3 separate regions of the Sus scrofa genome follow, and all the other regions are linked to region 3. Evidence: chromatin contacts called from public Hi-C and HiChIP or PLAC-seq data. All regions are on one chromosome and are shown on one strand. Each heading gives the region's core, a stretch centred on a gene start, on an enhancer-like site or on the middle of the called end of the contact. The rest is flanking DNA. Distances are from core to core; before and after follow the strand shown. Region 1 overlaps LOC110261793 (a long non-coding RNA gene). Region 2 has its middle 7.6 kb from the start of TRNAQ-CUG. Region 3 overlaps SLC24A1 (sodium/potassium/calcium exchanger 1).

Evidence for each region. Hi-C and Micro-C count contacts between places; a contact is called where the count stands out from the background. HiChIP or PLAC-seq counts read pairs in DNA pulled down with a chosen protein or histone mark.
Region 1: a contact with region 3 is called in a Hi-C map of skeletal muscle, with 4 times the contacts expected there. The contact joins two enhancer-like sites. A contact is called at or near these places in 2 of 5 promoter capture datasets (fetal liver and liver), 27 of 47 Hi-C or Micro-C datasets (alveolar macrophages, blood, embryonic fibroblasts and 13 more) and 2 of 2 datasets of contacts at active chromatin or transcription factors (alveolar macrophages and skeletal muscle).
Region 2: a contact with region 3 is called in an H3K27ac HiChIP or PLAC-seq map of alveolar macrophages. The contact joins two enhancer-like sites. A contact is called at or near these places in 3 of 5 promoter capture datasets (fetal liver, fetal skeletal muscle and liver), 1 of 47 Hi-C or Micro-C datasets (embryonic fibroblasts) and 2 of 2 datasets of contacts at active chromatin or transcription factors (alveolar macrophages and skeletal muscle).

The regions. Positions count from the first base shown.
Region 1 is chr1:163,822,004-163,826,261 of Sscrofa11.1, reverse strand. LOC110261793 (a long non-coding RNA gene) reads right to left here. Exons shown (of 4, transcript XR_002346338.1): 2 at 777-1,064. Among named protein-coding and RNA genes, the nearest start is that of TRNAQ-CUG, 34 kb to the left of the region's middle. Within about 2 kb of position 2,216, at least 24 of the 83 cell types and tissues checked have an H3K27ac peak or open chromatin away from gene starts, as enhancers often do.
Region 2 is chr1:163,848,202-163,852,245 of Sscrofa11.1, reverse strand. No RefSeq gene overlaps it. Among named protein-coding and RNA genes, the nearest start is that of TRNAQ-CUG, 7.6 kb to the left of the region's middle. Within about 2 kb of position 2,040, at least 2 of the 83 cell types and tissues checked have an H3K27ac peak or open chromatin away from gene starts, as enhancers often do. A contact at or near this core is called in alveolar macrophages, where this site is marked.
Region 3 is chr1:163,639,729-163,644,342 of Sscrofa11.1, reverse strand. SLC24A1 (sodium/potassium/calcium exchanger 1) reads right to left here. Exons shown (of 9, transcript XM_021100202.1): 3 at 2,343-2,396; 4 at 594-702. Among named protein-coding and RNA genes, the nearest start is that of SLC24A1, 39 kb to the right of the region's middle. Within about 2 kb of position 1,767, at least 8 of the 83 cell types and tissues checked have an H3K27ac peak or open chromatin away from gene starts, as enhancers often do. A contact at or near this core is called in alveolar macrophages, where this site is marked.

The DNA.
Region 1 (4,258 bases), core at 967-3,466, 180 kb before region 3:
CCATGTAAAAAGAGGTACAGAGAGGTTAGGTGTCTTTCCTTGGGTTACAAGCTAATAACATAGGAGAGCTGGTTTATTTGTTATTTTTTGGCTGCACTTGTGGCATGTGGAAGTTCCTGGGCCAGGGATCGAACACGCTACCCAAGCTGCTACAGCGACAACACCAGATTCCTAACACACTCAGCCACTAGGGAACTCTGAAGAGAGCTAGGTTTTGAACCCAGGACTCAAACACCAATGTCTGGCCTCCTACTTTTTCTCTACTATCATTTAAAACACTAGTATCTCCAGGTCACTAGTCATTGGTCATATGTGACTATTTTTATTTATTTATTTATTTATTTATTTATTTATTGTCTTTTTAGGGCTGCACCGGTGGTATATGGAAGTTCCCAGGCTAGGGGTCCAACTGGCTCTGTAGCTGCCAGCCTAGGCCACAGCCATGCTAGATCCGAGCCACGTCTGCAAGCTATGCTACAGTTCACCACAACGCCAGATCCTTAACCCACTGAGCAAGGCCAGGGATCGTGCGTCCTCATGGCTACAAGTCACGTTTGTTCCTGCTGAGCCACAACGGAATTCCCCATATGGGACTATTTAAATCAATTAAAATTAAATTCAACAATATCAAGTGCTCAATTGCCATGTGTCGCTACCACATTGGACAGCACTGGTGTAGAACACTTCCATCATCACAGAAAGTTCTAATGGAGAGGGCTACTAGCACATTACAGTCGTGTATTAGGAAGATACAGTTTGACACATGAAATACTTACCTTTGCCTGATTCTGCCCCTCTTTTATCTTTATTGTCTAATTCTGAACAGTCTCTCTAGTTCCCCTTCAGTCTTCTGCCAAAATACCCAGAGGGCATGCCTGGGGCTGGCCTGCTGGCTCTGCAAGGCACCCAGCACCCAGGGCAACACCGGGATTGTGATGACAAAGACGGATGCTGACACGTTGTCCAAGCCCAGGAGACAGCAGCTCTGAAGCAATCTGCAGTGACAGCACCAGGGTGGGAAGTGAACAGCCTGTTTCTGCAAATCTGCTGTATTTTTGCCAGATCTGTCAGAAGTAGACAGAAGCACAAAGGATAAAGGGAGAAAGTCAGAAGTGAGGGAGAGAGAGCAGTGGGCTAAAGAGACCAAAAACTGGGTAATCAAATGGTCTTCTAGTTACTCCAGGCACAAAAGTTAATCCTCCAAAACCATGAAGGAGAGAGACTTCAGGTGCCATTCCTACAGAGGGAGGAATTTTTCAGGCAGTCACTCTCTTAAAACACCCACCAAACATGAATTTATACAATTATTCAATCCTGGATCAACTTATGTGTTAAAACTGCATTCTCCTGATGATTAAGACTCTAGAATAAGTTGCTGTGGCTGTGGCATAGGCCGGCAGCTGTAGCTCCGATTAGACCCCTAGCCTGGGAACCTCCATGTGCCGCAGGTGTGGCCCTAGAAAAGAAAAAAAAAACCAAAAATAAAAAATAACACTCTAGAATAAGTCTTGGAATAAGATGTTGCTTTTAAAAAGAAAGAAGGAAAGAAAGAAAAGATAAAGGTCAGGGGTGACCTTTCTCCTCAGCTGTTGCTGTCAATACCTACCCCCCTGTCCTCAGGCTGTACTGGATATTGAGAAGCCCCAATTTTGGTACTCACCTTTCCCCAGTAGTTCTTTATACCCATGGGAGAGCTATTTGAGGACTAGTAAAGCTTTCAGCACTGTTTCTGACATCAAACTATCTAAGCTGCAAACTGTCCACCCTATGTAAATGTAACAAGTTTTACCTGCATTGCTTTTTCTGGCCATGTTTCTCCAGCTCTTTGTGTAATTTGGGAAGTAGCATCTTCAGAACATTATAAAACACCCCTTACGTAATTTGGAGGTGCTCTTTTGCAAGGCCCAGCCTCACTCGTGTATTATTTTAAAATACTACCTCTGGATGCCTGGTCTTTAATTTGAAAGTTTTATAGCTGTTTCAGCACTTCCTTCCCAGAGAGAGCCTGTGGCCTTGCTCCAAACAACACTACATGTCTTCCTCTAAGATCTGGGTTTGTTTTGCTTTCCTACAACTGAGCTGTCACTTTCTGAAGTGCTGGAGTCAAAGCCCACTGGGAGCAAAACAGGAATGGGCCTCTGCAGCACCATGCACAGAGCCAAGGAGCTTGGAAACCACTTGGAGGAGCAGCTGGGTGAAAAGGGGCCAGCTCCCTGGGATTCCAGGTCCCACCCTACTGGGACACAAATGACACTGGAAACCTGTGTGTATAGTTTCTCAAGGGCTTGGCACTTAGCTCTGTTGTCCCAGTGACTCACATGATAATTTTCCAGGCCTTCAAACTAGGTCAACAAGCTTTGTTTGTCCACAGAGCTCCCCTGGGAGGCCACTTGGAGAAAAGCAGGCTGAATGGGGATATTTGGCCAGGTGATTCTTTTTGCTGGCTTTTAGCCTGAAGAAATATTACTGGTATTCAGGCCAAGAGTTTAGAGAATTAAAAGCTGCCAAGCATCTGTACTGGATGGGCATACACCAGACTTATTAGTTAAGGGTTAACTATACTGCTAATGGTGATACTCACCCTTCAAAAACCAGATAACCTGGGAAGGTCCTAAATCAAAAGGTCCATGTCTGATAGATAAGACACCAGGCTTGTGCTACGAATCACAGAAGCTTCCATTAACTCTGTGAGACCTGATCAATTCATTTATTAAGCAATGGAGGCATCTTGGGGCAGTATTTCTCAAATTTGAGAAGTCATGGGCCCAAGAACATATCTGAAGAGTTACCTGAAATTTTTCTTTTTTCATGGCTGCACCCACAGCATATGAAATTCCTGGGCTAGGGATTGAATCCAAACCGTAGCTGCCACCTACACCACAGCTGCAGCAATGACAGATCCTTAATCTGAGCCAGGCAGGGGATCGAACCCACACCATTACAGAGACAACTTGGATCCTTAAGCCACTGTGTCGTAGTGGGAACTCTCAGACCTGAATTTTTATAACTCAGAACTAGAATGTCTCATAGGAACATTACTCACGATGGTCAGAAAGTGGAAGTAAACCAAATGTCCATCAAGTGAAGAATGAATAAACAATGGGATACGAATACAACTATATGTGATATAACAGATGTGATAAATTCATTTGAGTAATAATAAAAAAATAAATAAAACATAAAAAAACAAAAAAACAAAAACAAAACAAACAAAAAAAACCAATGGGATACGACAGGAAAATATTCAGCCATAAAACAAAAATGAAGGGCTGATACATGCTACAACATGGATGAACCTCAAAAACATGTGGTGATGATTGTGAGTCATCAACCTTGTGAATTTACTAAAAACTACTGAATTGTATACTTTAAAAGGATGGAATTTTTTTTTTCTTTTTAGAGCCATACCCAAGGCATATGAAAGTTCCCAGGCTAGGGGTCAAATCCATGCTGTAGCCACTGGCCTATGCCACAGCAACAACAATGCCAGATCCAAGACGCATCTGCAACCTACACCACAGCTCACAGCAATGCTGGATCCTTAATCCAGTGAGTGAGGCCAGGGATGGAAACTGCATCCTCATGGGTGCTAGTCAGATTGGTTTCTGATGAACCACGACAGGAACTCCCAAAAGGATGGATTTTATGGTTGTGGGAATTATATCTCTCTCAATTTTTAAAAAAGTTACATAGTATTATTTTAGTTGATTACCAGGTACCAAGATAAATATTCTGTGTGGGATAGTAAATCCTTGCGTTCAGATCCACTTATGAAGTGGCTGGCTAGGTGATTTAGAAGGCATTTATATTAACTTTAAAAGATCACAGCACAGATATCTAAAATTTTAAATATTCATAGAGAACTTCTAGACCCCAAGAACTCATGAGTAGAACTCCCGAAGGTCCACAAACCCCGGTTTGAGAAACAATGACCCAGATGATCTCCCAGGAATTTTTACACTTTTATATACTATGTGATAAAGATTTTTTTTTTTTCTTGGCTTTGCTGGTGGCATGTAGAAGTCCTTGGGCCAGGGATCGAACCTTAACCACAGCAGTGACAATGTTGGGTCCTTAACCCTCTAGGCCATCAAGAAACTCTCAAATATTTTTAATAAGTTGCTTTCGAAAGGCAAAGCCCAGCCAGGGACACCTTAGGATTTACAAGTCCCTTAGCTAAGTCTTGGTAACATAAGTAAATTACTCCATCTAGGCTAGCTGATTAAACATGTGATCTATAAAGTTGGAAATGCACAAA
Region 2 (4,044 bases), core at 791-3,290, 210 kb before region 3:
TTTTTCCCCCCACCCTTTGTTCTGTTGCAACATGAGTATCTAGACAAAGTTCTCAATGCTATTCAGTAGGATCTTCTTGTAAATCTATTCTAGGTTGTGTCTGATAAGCCCAAGCTCCCGATCCCTCCCACTCCCTCCCCCTCCCATCAGGCAGCCACAAGTCTTTTCTCCAAGTCCATGATTTTCTTTTCTGAGGAGATGTTCATTTGTGCTGGATATTAGATTCCAGTTATAAGTGATATCATATGGTATTTGTCTTTGTCTTTCTGGCTCATTTCACTCAGGATGAGATTCTCTAGTTCTATCCATGTTGCTACAAATGGCATTATGTCATTCTTTTTTATGGCTGAGTAGTATTCCATTGTGTATATATACCACATCTTCCAAATCCAATCATCTGTCGATGGACATTTGGGTTGTTTCCATGTCCTGGCTATTGTGAATAGTGCTGCAATGAACATGCGGGTGCATGTGTCTCTTTTAAGTAGAGCTTTGTCCGGATAGATGCCCAAGAGTGGGATTGCAGGGTCATATGGAAGTTCTATGTATAGATTTCTAAGGTATCTTCTACTGGATATATTTAAGGTAACAAATTGTACACAAGATCAGGAAAGTCTCAACTGATTGTCTGATCATAGTCACAACAGCACCAACTAGTCTTAAAGAAAGAAATGATAAATATATATATACTGGTAAATATAATTAAAGAAATGGTAAATATATATACTGGTATATATAATGGCAAATTATACCTAAATTATTTGTATTTGTATATAAATATATAAAGTACATGTGTATTAAGAAAAGTCCTTTTTTTTTTTTTTTAAATGGGCGCACCTGCAGTACATGGAAGTTCCTAGGCCAAGGATTAAATCCAAGCTGCAACCTCAGCAATGCCAGACCCTTTTAACGTACTGCACCACAATAGGAACTCCCACAAACAGCTTATTATTTATTATCAAATGCTATGTAGCTCAAAGATTTTTTTTCCTTTTTTTTTTTCTTTTTGCTTTTTAGGTCTGAACATGTGGCATATGGAAGTTCCCAGGCTAGGGGTTAAATAGAGCTATACTACTGGCCACAGCCACAGCCACAGCAATGCATGATCTGAGTGGCATGTGTGACCTACACCACATCTCATGGCAATGTCAGATCCTTAAACCACTGAGTGAGGCCAGGGATCCAACCTGCATCCTCATGGATACTAGTCAGATTTGTTTCCCCTGTGCCACAATGGGAACTCCATCAATCATAGGTGTTTTTCCTGTAGCATAAAATCTGAATCAGAATAACTTCTAACTTTTGTTTTAACAGTTTACTCTTGACATATTCTAGCCTTTTAGGTTTGGTACTCATAGAATTATATGGCACAGTTATCTTTCAAAAATTAAAAGGAATGACATAAAGAGAGTGAAAAGATACCTCACAGAATAGAGAAACTATTTACAAATCATATACATGATAAATGACTAGGAGTTCCCATTGTGGCTCAATGGGTTAAGAACCCAGCTAGTATCCTCCAGGATGCAGGTTCAATCCCTGGCCTCACTCAGCAGGTTAAGGATCTGGTGGTTGCTGTGAACTGCGGTATAGGTCAACCCCTAGCCTGGGAAATTCCATATGCTGCAGGTGTGGTCCTAAAAAGCAAAAGAAAAAAGAAAAAAAAATTACTATTCAGAACATATAAAGAATTCCTACAACTCAACAATAATAAAGAAACAACAATAAGGCAACAAACGAATTCAAAAACAGGCAAAGGACTTGAACAGACATTTCTCCAAAGACTTACAAATGGCCAATAAGCATGTGAAAAGATGCTGAACATCATTAGTCATTAACGAAATGCAAATGAAACCACATGAGATACCACTTCACACTCATTAGGACAGCTTTTATTAAAAAAGAAAACAAAATGAAACAGAAAATAAGAAACTGTTGGAGAGGATGTGAAGCAATTGGAAACCTTGTACACTGCTGGTGAGAATGTAAAATGGTGCAACTGCTGTGCTAAAAAGTTTAGTGGTTTTAACAAAATTACATATCCAATTACTATATGACACAGCAATTCTACTGCAAAGAAGTGAAAGTACAGACTCAGATACATGTATTCCAACATTTATGGCAATATTATTCACAAGAGCCAAAGGTGGAAACGACAAAAGTTCCATCACAGATGAATGGATAAACAGAATGTGTTATATACTAATAGTGGAATATTATTCACCCTTAATAAGGAATGAAATTCTTTTTCATTTCTTTGTTTTTTGCGCTTTTTTTGTTGTTGTTTTTTAGGGCCGTACCCAAGGCATATGGAGGTTCCCAGGCTAGGGGTTGAATCAGAACAGTAGCCGCTGGCTTATGTCACAGCCATGGCAACTCCAGATCCTTAACTCACTGATCGAGGCCAGGGATCCAACCTGCATCCTCATGGATGCTAGTCAGATTCATTTCCACTGAGCCATGACAGGAACTCTGATGAAATTCTGATACATGCTACAACATGAAGGAATCTTGAAAACATTATGCTAAGTGAAATGAGCCAGGAAGAAAAGAATAAATACTATATGATTCCACTTATATGAGATACCTAGAATCAGTAAATTCTTAAGAGACTAGAAAGGGAATAGGGAGCTTTTGTTTATTTGATACAGAGTTTCCATTTGGGATGATTAAAAATTATGGAAGTAGATAGTGCTGATGGAGGCACATCATAAATGTACTAAATGCCACTAACTTACTTAAAATGGTTAAAATGGTAAATTTTATGTTATGTATATTTTAACACACACATAAAACTAAAATGAACTGGATCTCAGGTTTTTTATAATGGACAAAAACAGGAAGCAGAAGGTCAGGATAAAAGGGCAGATAGTTGGAGTGCCTCTCGTAGCTCAGTGGTTAACGAATCCCACTAGGAACCATGAGGTTGCAGGTTTGATCCCTAGCCTTGCCCAGTGGGTTAAGGATCCGGTGTTGCTGTGAGCTGTGGTTTAGGTCACAGACACAGTTCAGATCTGCTGTGGCTGTGGCTGTGGCGTAGACTGGTGGATACAGTTCCTATTGGACCCCTAGCCTGGGAACCTCCATATGCTGCAGGGGCAGCCCTAAAAAGGCGGGGGGGGGGGCAGATTGTTGCAGAAGATTAGGGTGGGCTTATATGATTTCCTTAGTCTTCCCAGGATCCCTGTCGTTCTGGACCATTTGCCTTTTCCTGATACCCTCCAAGAACTCCTGTGGGCTAGCTGGCTTTTTAGACCAAAGTCAGCTTGCTCATCCTCATCCACACCCAGCCCAGAAATGATACCCCCATGACCTCTGAAATTCCACAATTACCAAATAATTTCTTTGGATGACTACCCATTGGCAGTCCCCTTCTGCCCCCACACTCCTATCCCGCTTTTTTGTGTTGACTATTGCCTCCCAGAAGAGTGAACTGGCTTTGGCATTATGGGACCCCATTCAATCCCCCATGTGGATGAGAGCCATGATCACTCAAAAAAAAAAAAAAAGAAAGAAAAATTGGACTTCCCATTATGACTCAGCAGGTTAAAGACCCAATGTTGTCTCTAGGAGGATACAGGTTCAGTTCCTGGCCTCGCTCAGCAGGTTAAGGATCTGGCTTTGCAGTGTAGGTCGCAGACATGGCTCTGATCCAGTGTTACTATGACTGTGGCATAGGCCAGCAGCTGCAGCTCCCATTCAACCCCTAGCCTGGGGAACTTCCATATGTTGTAAGTACAGCCATTAAAAAAAAAAAAAGAAAAATCTAGCTGACCACCAGAATCTCATCTTTCGTTTCTCAATCATTTGGGGAAAAAATATAACCCTTTTAGTATTTAAAAAATAATACCACAATACTAAATTGGTTAGGGCGAGCAAAAAAAGAAGATTAAGGTGACATTTTTAGACATAGAGCCAAAGCTTAGAACGGAGTTATAATTACTCTATGACCCATCTGCTCTTATGTATTTATTTGAAAGATATAAAAGCATATATACATAGAAAAAGCTGTACATGAATGTTTATAGCAGACTTATTTGTAAC
Region 3 (4,614 bases), core at 518-3,017:
CCTCACTGCTCCCAGAAGTGGTCCTGGCAGCTCCCCAGGGTGTCCTTTGGGATTCCTGGCTCAGGGAGGGGTCAGCAGGCTTCCTAGGAATCCAGAGCTGAACACAGAGCAAAGGGAAGTACCACTCAGAGCTTCCAGCTACAGGGCTTATGGAAGGTCCCCCAGGTGTGGGCCTGGCCAGTCAGCCTGAAGCACAGCATCTGGCTGGAGATTCTGTGAGACGCTGGGACTGACTCATGGGAATGGGCTTTATCAGGAAGTCACTTTAGGCAGCCCCAACAGAGACCAGTGCAGGGCACGGGGCACTCTCGGCCTCACTCACTGCCGACAAACTCTTTCGTTTTACAGGAGGGGCACAGAGACAGGGAGATAGACGTGGATGCCTCAGGACCTTGGCTCCTCAGGGCCCTCTCCCGTGAGTATTCCCAGATTGTCTATACCGTTACCAACCACTCTCCTCTTCTAATCCTCTTCCCACTCTCACCCTCAGTTCACCCACAGCCTCTCAGTTCTGCAGGCCCCAGTTTCTGTCCAGCTGCAGGAGGGAAGGCGTGGACAGGGAGACCACCCAGGTCTGGGGAAGCCTTGCTTACCTTCCCCCAGAGGGTCCAGGCTGTGGAGCATAAGCTGGTAGATGGTGCTTCGGATGGTGCTGTTGTGCAGAGAGGCCGAGCTGCTCCCTCGGGTCAGCACAGATGGAAGCTGAGCAGGAGAGAGCCACGCAGGCCTCAGTGGGGCCCTGCCCCAGCCAGGGGAGGAGCCACACAAGGGCCTCACTAACCCTGCCTCATCCCGTAGAGATCAGGCCTCAGTCTTAGCCTGGCCCCCTCTCTTCTTTCACCTCAACAGTGCTTTCTTTCTCAGCCTTCCCTCAACTCTGCCATGACTGGCTAATTCTACATACCAAGTAATCTCACGAGCTCTTAATAGGGAACAGACAAGGTGCACCAAGGTCACCACAGTACCAAGGTCTGTCCTTCCCTGTGAGTACACCCTCAAAGCCCACACCCCGCCACACACCTCAAAAACAGACCCGCTGTGAGTGGGCACGGCCCCTCACAGTCCACAAAAATCGTCATGGTGCTTTATCACTGTCCCACCCCCAGAGAGAAGCAAGGCTATAATTCCCATCTATAGAAAAAGCAATGACAACCCTACAAGGCTGGGTGGCTTATCAAAGGTCACGTAAGGCATAAATGAATGAGTCAAGACCAGCACCGAGGTCTTCTGATTACAGCCCTTTCTTTTCTTCCCACGTGCTCAAGAGACCTTCAAAGGCACATACATACACACATCTATATGGGCAGACACACAGATGTGACACACACTCATTCACAGTATTACAAAAAGAGACAAGAGGCCCCCAAGTAGAGTCACTTGTGCTCTGCCCACATCACCAAACTGAGATGTAAAATACCTGACCTAACTGCAGTTTCAGCCTCTCCAGTGATTACATGTAAGCACACCAGTGAGTAATCTACCCAATTAGACCCCTGCTGGCCACTAAAGGAAGGTGACCTTGCCTGACACAATCTGGAGCTCTTTTCTATTTGCCAAATGGGATGCTGCCCAACTCACGAATCATTGAATAAAGCCAATTTTATCTTTAAATTTACCCTGATTTTTTTTTAAACAATAGTAACACACATAGAAACAGCACCTGATTTACAAGGGAACGTCCAAAGATAGACAAACTGCTGGCTGGGTCCCTCCTCCCTCCTTCCCCAACAACCCTCTGGATCTGAACTCTTCTGCCATCTAGTGGCTATGGTGATATAACAGTTCACAACAGGCAGGGATTTTCATTGGAGTGGGGTTTCATTCAGGCCCCAGCTTCTTCTAAGGTCTGCATACTTCTTCCCAAATGCCTCCCATAGGTCCAAAGCAGCTAACACATTTTTCAGAAACCTCAGATGCTCCACTCCCACAACACCCCTCATCTGTTTCTCTTAGTTCTGAGGGCATTCCAAAGCCACAGGTAATTGGGCTTTTAGATCAATCACAGAATGCTGGGGCTATGAAGTGGGACTTGATCAGTCATTTTACTTATGCAGAATCTGAGGCCCAAGCTCACACAGCAAGCCCGTGACAGAGTGAGCAGTGACATTCTGGACTTAATTAGCTCCCAAACTAGCATCTCCTCCAAGGCCACCTGGAGGTGACAGTCCCTCTGACAAAGGAGCTGGTGCCTTCCCTGGCTCACTCTAGCAGCATTTCCAGGAGCTTCCTAGGCCTGAGCCCAGCCCAGGATTCCCAGCATCAGGGCCACAGTACCCCAGGTCTGTGGTCATCCTCTGAGATCCTCCAATGCCCCCATTGGGTCGACTCCACATGACACCCACCTTTAGCTTCTTGTTATTCTGCTGCTCATCCACCACAACTGCCCCATCGCCCAGCTGCAAACATGGACAGGAATCACAAGATGTTTAGAGAGACCCTCACCCTTCCGCCTCACTTCCCTCTCTTTCCAGGGGGCCCTTATGTTGGAACACAGAAACACAACCAGAGATAACCTGGTCTCAGGAAATGTCTTCACATGTCTAAACCCCCAGCCTGGCCTTATGCAATCTGGCTTCAGCCTGCATGCAGTATTCCCAAATATGTCCACTCACTAAGGTCCAGTAACACCAGCTACAGTTGTCTTTCAGTCCCTCAAATGTGCCATCCTCTTTACCCACCTCAAAACCCTCATCACATGGTCCCTCCTCCTCTGTTTTGAACCCTCTTTTCTCCACTTCCCATGTTCCAGGGCTCTATTTACATGTCACCTTCCTCTGGGAAGCTAAGGCACCCATCCATCTAATTCTCTTTTTTGGACTCCTGTTCTTTTCCTTCATAGCACGTTCCCCAATTTATTAGTACATTATTTTTAGGTTGACAAACACAAATAAATTGACTTCCCCACTAAATTCTTGAAGGCAGACTGTCCATTTCATTCATGACACAGGCTTGTATGTCAAGCATGAGAACACTGCCCAGCACTTAGCAAGGGTTCAATAAACACTGGTTGAATGAATGAATGAATGGTCTCCTATATATACCTGATTGATTGCAACTCCTGGTCCCTTGTTCATGCTTTTCCCCTCTGCCTAAATGCCTTCTTCATTCCCCTATGCCTACCAATTTTTCAGAAAATTCAGGGTGAATTCTTAATAAAGCCCTCCAGAATGGTCCCTGTTGCCACTACCCCAACCCTCACTCCAGTTCTGTACAATACTTCTCTCCTCAAAGTTGTGTAACGACAGTGACACATTTTGTGGTACCAAAATGTAGCTCCATAATTAAATAAGTGCTAGTGTTCTGGGGAAGCTATAGGGCAGCTAGCTGGGGAAGGGGCGAGCCCTAGAAAATCCAAGATAAAGAATCATTAAGTCCACAGTACTTTCTTTTTTTTTTTTTTAATGGTTTTTTTTTTTTCCTTCCCATTTATTTATTTATTTATTTAGTCTTTTTGCCATTTCCTGGGCCGCTCCCGCGGCATATGGAGGTTCCCAGGCTAGGGGTCGAATTGGAGCTGTAGCCACTGGCCTACGCCAGAGCCACAGCAACGCGAGATCCGAGCCGCATCTGCGACCTGCACCACAGCTCACGGCAACGCCGGATCATTAACCCACTGAGAGAGGCCAGGGATCGAACCCGCAACCTCATGGTTCCTAGTCGGATTCGTTAACCACTGTGCCACGATGGGAACTCCCCACAGTACTTTCTAAATGGACCATGAGCTTGCCACTTCACATTTACTGTCTTGTAATACCATTCAAACTTTAAAAAAAAAAAAAACTGTTCATATATATTGACTACCCAGTTAGACTCCATGTTTTTTTGAACTATGATATAGTCACCTCTGTTCCCCTGAGCTGTGGCATAGTGTCTAGCACAGAGTACAAGTTCAGTAAAGGAGAGCTGAATGAGTAGATACGCCCAAGTGACCTCCAGCGCCATCTTCAGGCAGCAGGGTCACTAATGGCTGCCCCTCATAATTGTCTTTACCTTCCCATTGCCTCTCCCACTCCACCAACCTCCACAGCCAGAACTGGACTTGCTACACTCCCTTCTCTGCCTAATCAGAAAATATAGAAAATACTGCCTGATCCAGGGCCACCCACCTACTAATCCATCCAATTTCTTCATTCATTCAGTTATTTCCCAAGCACCTGTTGTTTACCTGGCACTGTACTAGTACTGTAGGGATACAGAGATGTTTAGGACATGGATTCTAATTACAGAAAGGAAGTGAGACTAATGATAATGCCAATACATGACAAAGCAGAATATGACTGAAGAGATGAGAGGCACAGATGAAGCTTCTGTTCTGGGATGGACAGGGAAGCCTTCTGAAAGTAGGTAAGATTTGTGTCATCTTTGAAGGATGGGAGAGGTCTGAATGCTTGGATACACACTGTTGAATGAATGAACTAACGAACAAACAAACATACAAATGAATTAAAGTGGAAATAACCAATCTGAATATGGGGGGCGGGCACTGTGGATATGCTGAACAGATCCCCTGACTCCCTCATAATGCACCTCTAAGTTTGCTGGGATCCTGGAGGCTATAGCACCAAACCCCACTGCCCAGCCACCTCACTATTTATCATGCCCACCTCTCACCCA